Regions from separate parts of the Mus musculus genome. Here region 1 is linked to region 2. A link is a contact called in public HiChIP or PLAC-seq data. All regions are on one chromosome and are shown on one strand. The core of a region is the stretch at or near the end of the contact, and the rest is flanking DNA. Distances in the headings are between cores, read along the strand shown. Region 1 overlaps Mgst3 (microsomal glutathione S-transferase 3). Region 2 overlaps Creg1 (cellular repressor of E1A-stimulated genes 1).

Region 1 (3,546 bases), core at 935-3,434, 1.6 Mb before region 2:
GCGCACGCCTTTTAATCCCAGCACCTGGGAGGCAGAGGCAGGCGGATTTCTGAGTTCGAGGCCAGCCTGGTCTACAGAGTGAGTCCCAGGACAGCCAGGGCTACACAGAGAAACCCTGTCTCTGGGGGAAAAAAAAAAGGGAAGGAAGGAATCTGAGGGAGTGGGAGGTGGGACTGGACGTAAGCAGTCCTCTGGGTCAAATGCTTTCTCCTGAACTGAGTTTATCAAATCTACTTCATCTGACAAGTGCTTTGGTGTCTTCCCCCCCCCCCCAACTGTATTCCTTGATACCTCTCCTTTCTCATCTGAGGCGGCTGCCTCCAAACCACTAGAAGCAAGATGTGAGATGCGTCTAGAGAGTCCTGTGTCCTGGAGGGCACACCTCTAGGATATCTAGTATGACCCAAGGATTCAAAGTCAGGTGTCAGGGTATCCCAGCCCATGGAACTTTAAGCATGGAGGGTCTCTTTAAAAAAAAAAAAACTAACATCATACCTATGGGAAAACCTGGAATTTATTCTAACAAACCCAATGTCCTTGGGTTCCTGGGGTACAGGATTGCCATCTCTTCCCAAACAAGACTCTATGTCCTCCAAGCATGTATGTCTGGGGTCTTGCCGTACAGAAGCCAGACTCTGAAGAGTAAAAGTAATTTCTGCCTTGGCCTTAACTGGCACAACAGTGCCAGCTTGTCCCACAGCACCAAGAGCCATTCATCTGTCGTCCAGCTTCCCTGGTCCTTCCCTCCCCAGCCTCCCACCAGCCCAGTAACATATTTAGCAATTGTTTTCAGTAGGGACAATTCACCACAGTGTTGGAATTCAAACTCCATCTGAAGCTTGAATGTGGCTGGGCTGCGCCTGCTTAGCTGTAGAGCTGAATGTGTTTGGGTGAAAGGGGAGAGCTTTCCATCTTCCCAACGTGACTCATTCCCAGACCTGCTGCTGGTGCATGGACGAGGCTGAAGACTGAGGTCCTAAGAAGGACCCACTACGTCCTGCTGCCAAGATAGCAGTCCATACATCAATCCGGCTCCTTTTGTGTAGCCAGCTACCTGGTTGTAACCCTTGGAGAAATAGCTACTGAACCTGCATCACCAGTGGGTTACGTAGGCTCTTATCCCTTTTCTTAAGTGCCTTTAAGTTAGTGGTGACTGGCTATGGTACCCTACGCCCCTAGACATAGCAGGCAGGAGGCAGAGGCAGGAGGATTTGAGCAATGGCTTATTTGAAGGTTTGACAAACAAGCGTTGATGTGTTTGTTGTGGAAGAGAACTAGAGCTGCCATTATGGAATGGTGGGATGAGCACAGAGAAATGGTGTGACTCTTGAAGACTCTTCATCCTGGAGATAGAATTACATCCATATTGCTTCCCCTAACTTCCTACTCTTCCCCCACCAAGCCTCTCCTGGGCTAGACGTGCTTTCCTCTAGGAATTCTGCTGGCAGATCTTCCTGGGAATATCACTATTCTGGCACTCGAGTTTCCATCAGCCCTGTCCCTGATTTCCTTCCATGACCTCCAGCCTTACCTCACTGGGGCAAAATCCCATCAGGAATCCCTGAAAGGCCCATTCCTTTGTGGAAACATCCAAAGGCTGATTCAAAGCTGGAGAGCTGTTAGTGGAAGCTGTAAGTGAGTAAACCAAGCCTCCAGCCCCACCCGAGTTTGCTAAGCCATCTTGTATGTGGGACTTTAAGAGGCATCCATTCTATCTGACCAAGCCAACCCTTTAAATGACCATCCCTGTGTCACCATCATTAAATCGTTGGGGTTGGACTGATAGCACAGCCAACCAAGTAAGGGTTGCTATGAGATTTTGGGGGAATGGTGGCTTTGCTGGGCTAAGGATACTTAGTCATGGTCACCTTCCTGTTTGTATTAACATAAAACACCAGCTAAAAATTTGCAGAAGAGCAACATCACAAACTGAAGTAGAAGTTGCTTTTTGTCCAACCTGAGGTTTTGTTTACTTAAAGTCAAAGAGAAATCTGTCATTTAGGAAACCCTAAGGTTTTGTGTAACTTGGTGACTCAGGAGTGATAAATTCTTTGGGATGGTGCCCACATCCATAACTCCTGCCTTTTGCTTTACTTATGCAATGCTGATTGTGCCCTGGGGCATTTCACTAGGCAGCCAAGAGGACTTGGGTACACAGTGAAAGAGTAGGCTTGCCCAGAACCCTTCCCTGTAACTGAAAGAACTATGCCCCAGTGAGATAGGCCAGCAGTGGCGGAAGCAGGAAACAGACAGGGTCGATCCAAACTGGAGTACTAGAATAGTGATCTTCCCAGGAGAAGCTGTCAGCAGAATTCCTAAAAGGAGAGCACCTGAGCCAAAGAGCCTAAGAGCCCCATGCTGCTGCCTCATACCCTGGAACAGAGTGAATCCTGGAGGCAAAACCAACACCACCACATTTTAAGCCTAGATTTAAGGTTCTTAGCCTGAGGGTATGGATGATGTCTGTGACAGATCTATAGCCTGCTGGTGTCTGCTTAACTTACTATACTGTATAGCCATTGTTAACATTCTGTCTAACATTCGGCCCCACAGTTACCTGGCAACAGCCAGGTATGCCTGGCTTGCTGTAAAAGGGGCTGCTTGCCTCCTCCTCACTCTCTTGCTCTCTCTTGCTCTTGCTTTCCCTTCCTCCCTCTCTCCCCCTTCCCCCCCCCTTCTCTCCATGTGCTCATGACCAGCCTCTCCTCCTCCTCTCTCTCTCTCTTTCTCTCTTTCTCCCTCTCTCTCTCTCCCTGCCCCCCCCCCCGCCTTTCTCTGTCTCTACTGCCCTCTTTAACTCCCCTCCCCATGCCCTGAATAAACTCTATTCTCTACTATACCGTGGTATGGCTGGTCCCTCAGAGGGAAGGGATGTCTCAACATGGGCCTGCTGAGGCACTCCCTCCCCCACACCTGACTACACCTCCATAGAACATATCCCCCTTCTCTTTATCTTGTTATAAACCCATTATATGATGCCTGTCCTACCCCCATCCCTATAGATCACAAGGGCTGGTTACTAGAGTACCCTCATTTGCCCAGAAACCCACCATGGCCTGGGGCTTATTTTTGAGGAGGGGACTACAAGATACTTTATTGAAGTTTAAAAACTATCTATCTATATACATACATACATACATACATACATACATACATACATAGTTGCTATGGTTTGAACATATCAAAATAATTAGATTTCTAATATAGCTGCAACAGAGGTATCTATAAAACTTCCTATAGTATCATATGTAATGGTGAAGAACTGAATGCTTCAGCCATACATGAAGAACAAGACAAGCATGTCCACTTTTGCCTATTCTCTTCAACATTGTATTGGTTTTAGCTAGGAACATTCACCAAGAAGAAAATAACAGCAATGATTAAAAAAAAAAAAAGCCATCCCTATTGGTAAGGAAGCAATAACCAAGCCGATCCTGGATGCAAAATATTCTAAAGACCCAGGAGGCTGGTATTTTGTATATGCTCAGCTCCAAACATGTGTAGGGTTGGATCTCAGCGCCATGAAAATGTAAGGTGGAACCAAAG
Region 2 (4,006 bases), core at 379-2,878:
TTTACTAATTCTGCATCTGACACTGATGAGAGGGATTAAAGGTGTGTGTTCCTATGCCTAGTGTCTTTGTAATCCCATGTGTTTTGTAATTTTGAGAGGTGGTCCTAGCAGGCTCAGCCTTGGGGGTGCTGGGAAGAGCTACAGTCCGGCAATGGTGGAAAATGTATAATTACTTACTGCAGCGTGACGTTAAAATATTCTTCAGGTGTCACTACTTTAGGTCCACCAAAGTAGTCCAAGACCCAGATACGGCTTATTTTTAATTTAGCAAAGAACCAGTTATGGCTGGAAGGCCAGTGCTTCATCTCAGGGTGTCGAACAAACAGCGAATCCCTTGCATAGTCCTCTTCTGTCTTGTTCACCTGAAGGACAAACAGGAGATAAACAGGCCGTTCTAAGGACACTTTTATCTTACTAAGAAGGGGTGGTTCTCACACCACAAACTGCCTGGCACCTCGTTCCGTTGCAAATTCTGATCTTAAGAGTCAAGAGCGTACAGGAAGCCTAAAGAAAACAGAGAAACGTGCCCTTTCAAACTTGTAATGACACACACAAATAAAGCAGGAACCATGATGGGGGTGGAGCTTGGCTGTTCAACAGTCATTCCAAGCTAGCACTGTCCATGGCCCAGAAGCACTGGCTGTCACCCAGGCCTGAAAGTGCCCTCACACCTACTCTATTCAATGCATGTGCAAGAAGGGCAAAAGTGCTTAGAAGTAGCACTTGGGAGGCAGAGGCACGAGGACAAGGAGCCCCCTGAAACTAGAGAGCAATGGTTCGGAATGAGCAGCTGTTTTTAGCCAGAGTGTTTTATAAGGAGCCTTCCAGATGTTACATCTATTTGGCTCCAGGACAAGGGTCCTTTGCCCCATAAGTACCCTACTGGACACACCTATATGACAGACCCTGGTCAGGGCCTTTAGTTGTTGAAATCTGTGTTAGGACATATTCTTACCATCTGCCCACTCACAAATCAATTGCGTTTTATTCTCCAAAGACCCCTCCCTTGGTTTTTAATGCCACCACATTCTTTTAAGCCCATCTCTCTTCGTGGAACTTACCTTGGTCACAGTTCCCGACATCATTATATGAACACACAGGGGACTCTGGGGATCAAATCCATGATTCCTACAGTAGACAGTCTGTGCTAAAGACATAGTCAGCGTAGCCTCTGGATTTTCCTGAAGAGAGAAAAATAAAAATCCTTCATTGTAAAATACAGTTTCTGGAGAGGTACACACTTTACAGCCCGCAGTCAAACTATCCCCTGGAACTGACTGCAGCTCACTTCCATGAAACAGTGAACTGTAACCCACTGGGGTGGGGGTGGGGTGACCCATGGGTAAAAACCTGTCCCATCCCCACAAAGTGTGTGTGGAGAGGTGTCATGTTTTAAATTAACAAACTGTAGAGGATGTTTTAGCATAGCTAGTCCTATCAGTTCCATACTTATCAGAATTATAAATAAAGTACCCCCTAAACTAGGGCTGGAATATCTACAAGATTAAGCTCTAATTAAAAGAAAAAAGAAAAAAGAAAAACTGCATAAAATGACCACAGGTGCTCGCACGGCCTAATTGCACAATTTAAACAAGAAAGTAGCTGAATCATGCTGAGTGGCTATCACTTGGCTGCAGAAATTGTCACGTGGTCTCAAGTTGCTTACTCTTTCTGTCACATGAAAATTTTTACCTCAGATTCCAAACCCAAGGCAAAAAGATTCCTGGTTGGTTTCTCTCCAGCACCCACCATTGTTCCAGACTACTGCACACTCACAACTGCATGCGCCCATCTCACAATGGCCCATCAAACCCACTGAGTCTCAGAGCTGCTCAGGGAAGCGGGGAGGGGAGGGGCTCAGCAGGGAGGAGTGTGACTGCTCTTCCAAAGGCCCACGCTCCCCTTCCAGAACCCACGCCCAGTGGCTCACGGTCACTTTTAAGTAAGTTCAGCTCCAAAGGATCCAATATCTGGCCTTTGAGGGCCCCCACACACTCACATCAATACATACACAGAGATAGCCACACACACACACATAATCAAAAATAAAGACGATCTTGCTGGGCATGCTGCTAGGTAAGAAGTACACACCTTCACTCCAGCTAAGGAATTTGCTGTCTGCAAGCTGTTAGGTAAGAAGAGGAACCCTCCCGCCTCAACCTCCCCAAGGAGGAAAACAAGAGGGAGCCTTGGGTGAGGTTTCCCTACTGTGAACTCTGCAGGCAATACCCAAGCAGTGCTTTCTAGAATCCCATACCGAGTCTGTTAAAATGCTGAGTCCCCGCACCAATCTGTACCCAAGGTTTTACTTATTTTACTACTTGTGCACCTGTGTGTGTGAGTGTGAGTGTGTGTGTGTGTGTGTGTGTGTGTGTGTGTGTGTGTGTTTGTGTGTGTGTTCCCATGTATGTGGGCAGATACACAAGTGTGGATGAACCAGGAACTCCTTAACTTGCCCCAGGGGATTCCATTTGCCAAGCAGTGGGAGTACAGGAAGTTCAGCTGATTTTCTACGTGGGTGCTAGGGATCAAAACCCTTGATACTTGCATGGCAAGCTCTTTTCCTGATGACCCATCTCCTCAGACCTGACACCAGGGTTTGAAGCTCGGCAGAAGCAGGAGCAGGAGCAAGAGGAGGAGCAGGAGCAGGAGGAGCAGGAGCAGGAGGAAGAGCAGGAGCAGGAGGAGGAGCAGGAGCAGGAGGAGCAGGAGCAGGAGCAGGAGGAAGAGCAGGAGCAGGAGCAGGAGCAGGAGGAGGAGCAGGAGCAGGAGGAGCAGGAGCAGGAGCAGGAGGAAGAGCAGGAGCAGGAGCAGGAGGAGGAGCAGGAGCAGGAGGAGCAGGAGGAGCAGGAGGAAGAGCAGGAGCAGGAGGAAGAGCAGGAGCAGGAGGAGCAGGAGCAGGAGCAGGAGGAGGAGCAGGAGCAGGAGGAAGAGCAGGAGCAGGAGGAGCAGGAGCAGGAGGAGGAGCAGGAGCAGGAGCAGGAGGAAGAGCAGGAGGAGCAGGAGCAGGAGGAGGAGCAGGAGCAGGAGGAAGAGCAGGAGCAGGAGCAGGAGGAGGAGGAGCAGGAGCAGGAGCAGGAGGAGCAGGAGCAGGAGGAGGAGGAGGAGCAGGAGGAGCAGGAGGAGGAAGAGGAGCAGGAGGAGGAGGAGGAGGAGGAGGAGCAGGAGGAGCAGGAGGAGGAGCAGGAGGAAGAGCAGGAGCAGGAGCAGGAAGAGAAGCAGGAGCAGGAGCTGGAGCAGGAGTAGGAGTAGGAGGAGAAGCAGGAGCAGGAGGAGGAGCAGGAGCTGGAGCAGGAGGAGGAGCAGGAACAAGAGGAAGAGCAGGAGCTGGAGCAGGAGGAAGAGCAGGAGCTGGAGCAGGAGCAGGAGGAGGAGCAGGAGCAGGAGGAGGAGGAGAAGCAGGAGCAGGAGGAGAAGCAGGAGCAGGAGGAAAAGCAGGAGCAGGAGGAGAAGCAGGAGCAGGAGGAAGAGCAGGAGCTGGAGCAGGAGCAGGAGGAGGAGCAGGAGGAGGAGGAGAAGCAGGAGCAGGAGGAGAAGCAGGAGCAGGAGGAGAAGCAGGAGCAGGAGGAAGAGCAGGAGCTGGAGCTGAAGCAGGAGGAGAAGCAGGAGCAGGAGGAGGAGCAGGAGCTGGAGCTGAAGCAGGAGGAGAAGCAGGAGGAGGAGCAGGAGCTGGAGCAGGAGGAGGAGGAGCAGGAGTGTTTAAGTCCTCTGTGCAGAGGGCAACCTGTATTTTTGTTATTATAAGTTCTGGTGAGCAGGATGGTTCAGACAGATAATTTAAAAGTTGTATGAGCACTTTCTAGCATGAGGTGTCGAGGACTTAGCCTAAGCATGGTGTGACTGAAGAGGAGGGAGCAGGGATGATAACAAAGACAGCAGAAGAAAGACGGAGATGTGGAGAGGCAATGGGAATTCTAATGTGAAAATAATTCCACAATCCAGGATGCTGCCGGTCAGGGGCTATGGGTTTCCAAGAACAAGAGGAAAATGGGACTTTCACTGGACA

The links. HiChIP or PLAC-seq counts read pairs in DNA pulled down with a chosen protein or histone mark.
Region 1: a contact with region 2 is called in an HNF4G HiChIP or PLAC-seq map of pancreatic cancer cells. The contact joins two enhancer-like sites. A contact is called at or near these places in 1 of 39 promoter capture datasets (liver) and 1 of 115 datasets of contacts at active chromatin or transcription factors (pancreatic cancer cells).

Annotation. Positions count from the first base shown.
Region 1 is chr1:167,386,074-167,389,619 of GRCm38.p6, reverse strand. All of the region lies in intron 1 of Mgst3 (microsomal glutathione S-transferase 3), which reads left to right. Among named protein-coding and RNA genes, the nearest start is that of Mgst3, 6.0 kb to the left of the region's middle. Within about 2 kb of position 2,184, at least 87 of the 459 cell types and tissues checked have an H3K27ac peak or open chromatin away from gene starts, as enhancers often do. A contact at or near this core is called in pancreatic cancer cells, where this site is marked.
Region 2 is chr1:165,766,988-165,770,993 of GRCm38.p6, reverse strand. Creg1 (cellular repressor of E1A-stimulated genes 1) reads right to left here. Exons shown (of 4, transcript NM_011804.3): 2 at 1,062-1,181; 3 at 178-362. Among named protein-coding and RNA genes, the nearest start is that of Creg1, 5.2 kb to the right of the region's middle. Within about 2 kb of position 1,628, at least 50 of the 459 cell types and tissues checked have an H3K27ac peak or open chromatin away from gene starts, as enhancers often do. A contact at or near this core is called in pancreatic cancer cells, where this site is marked.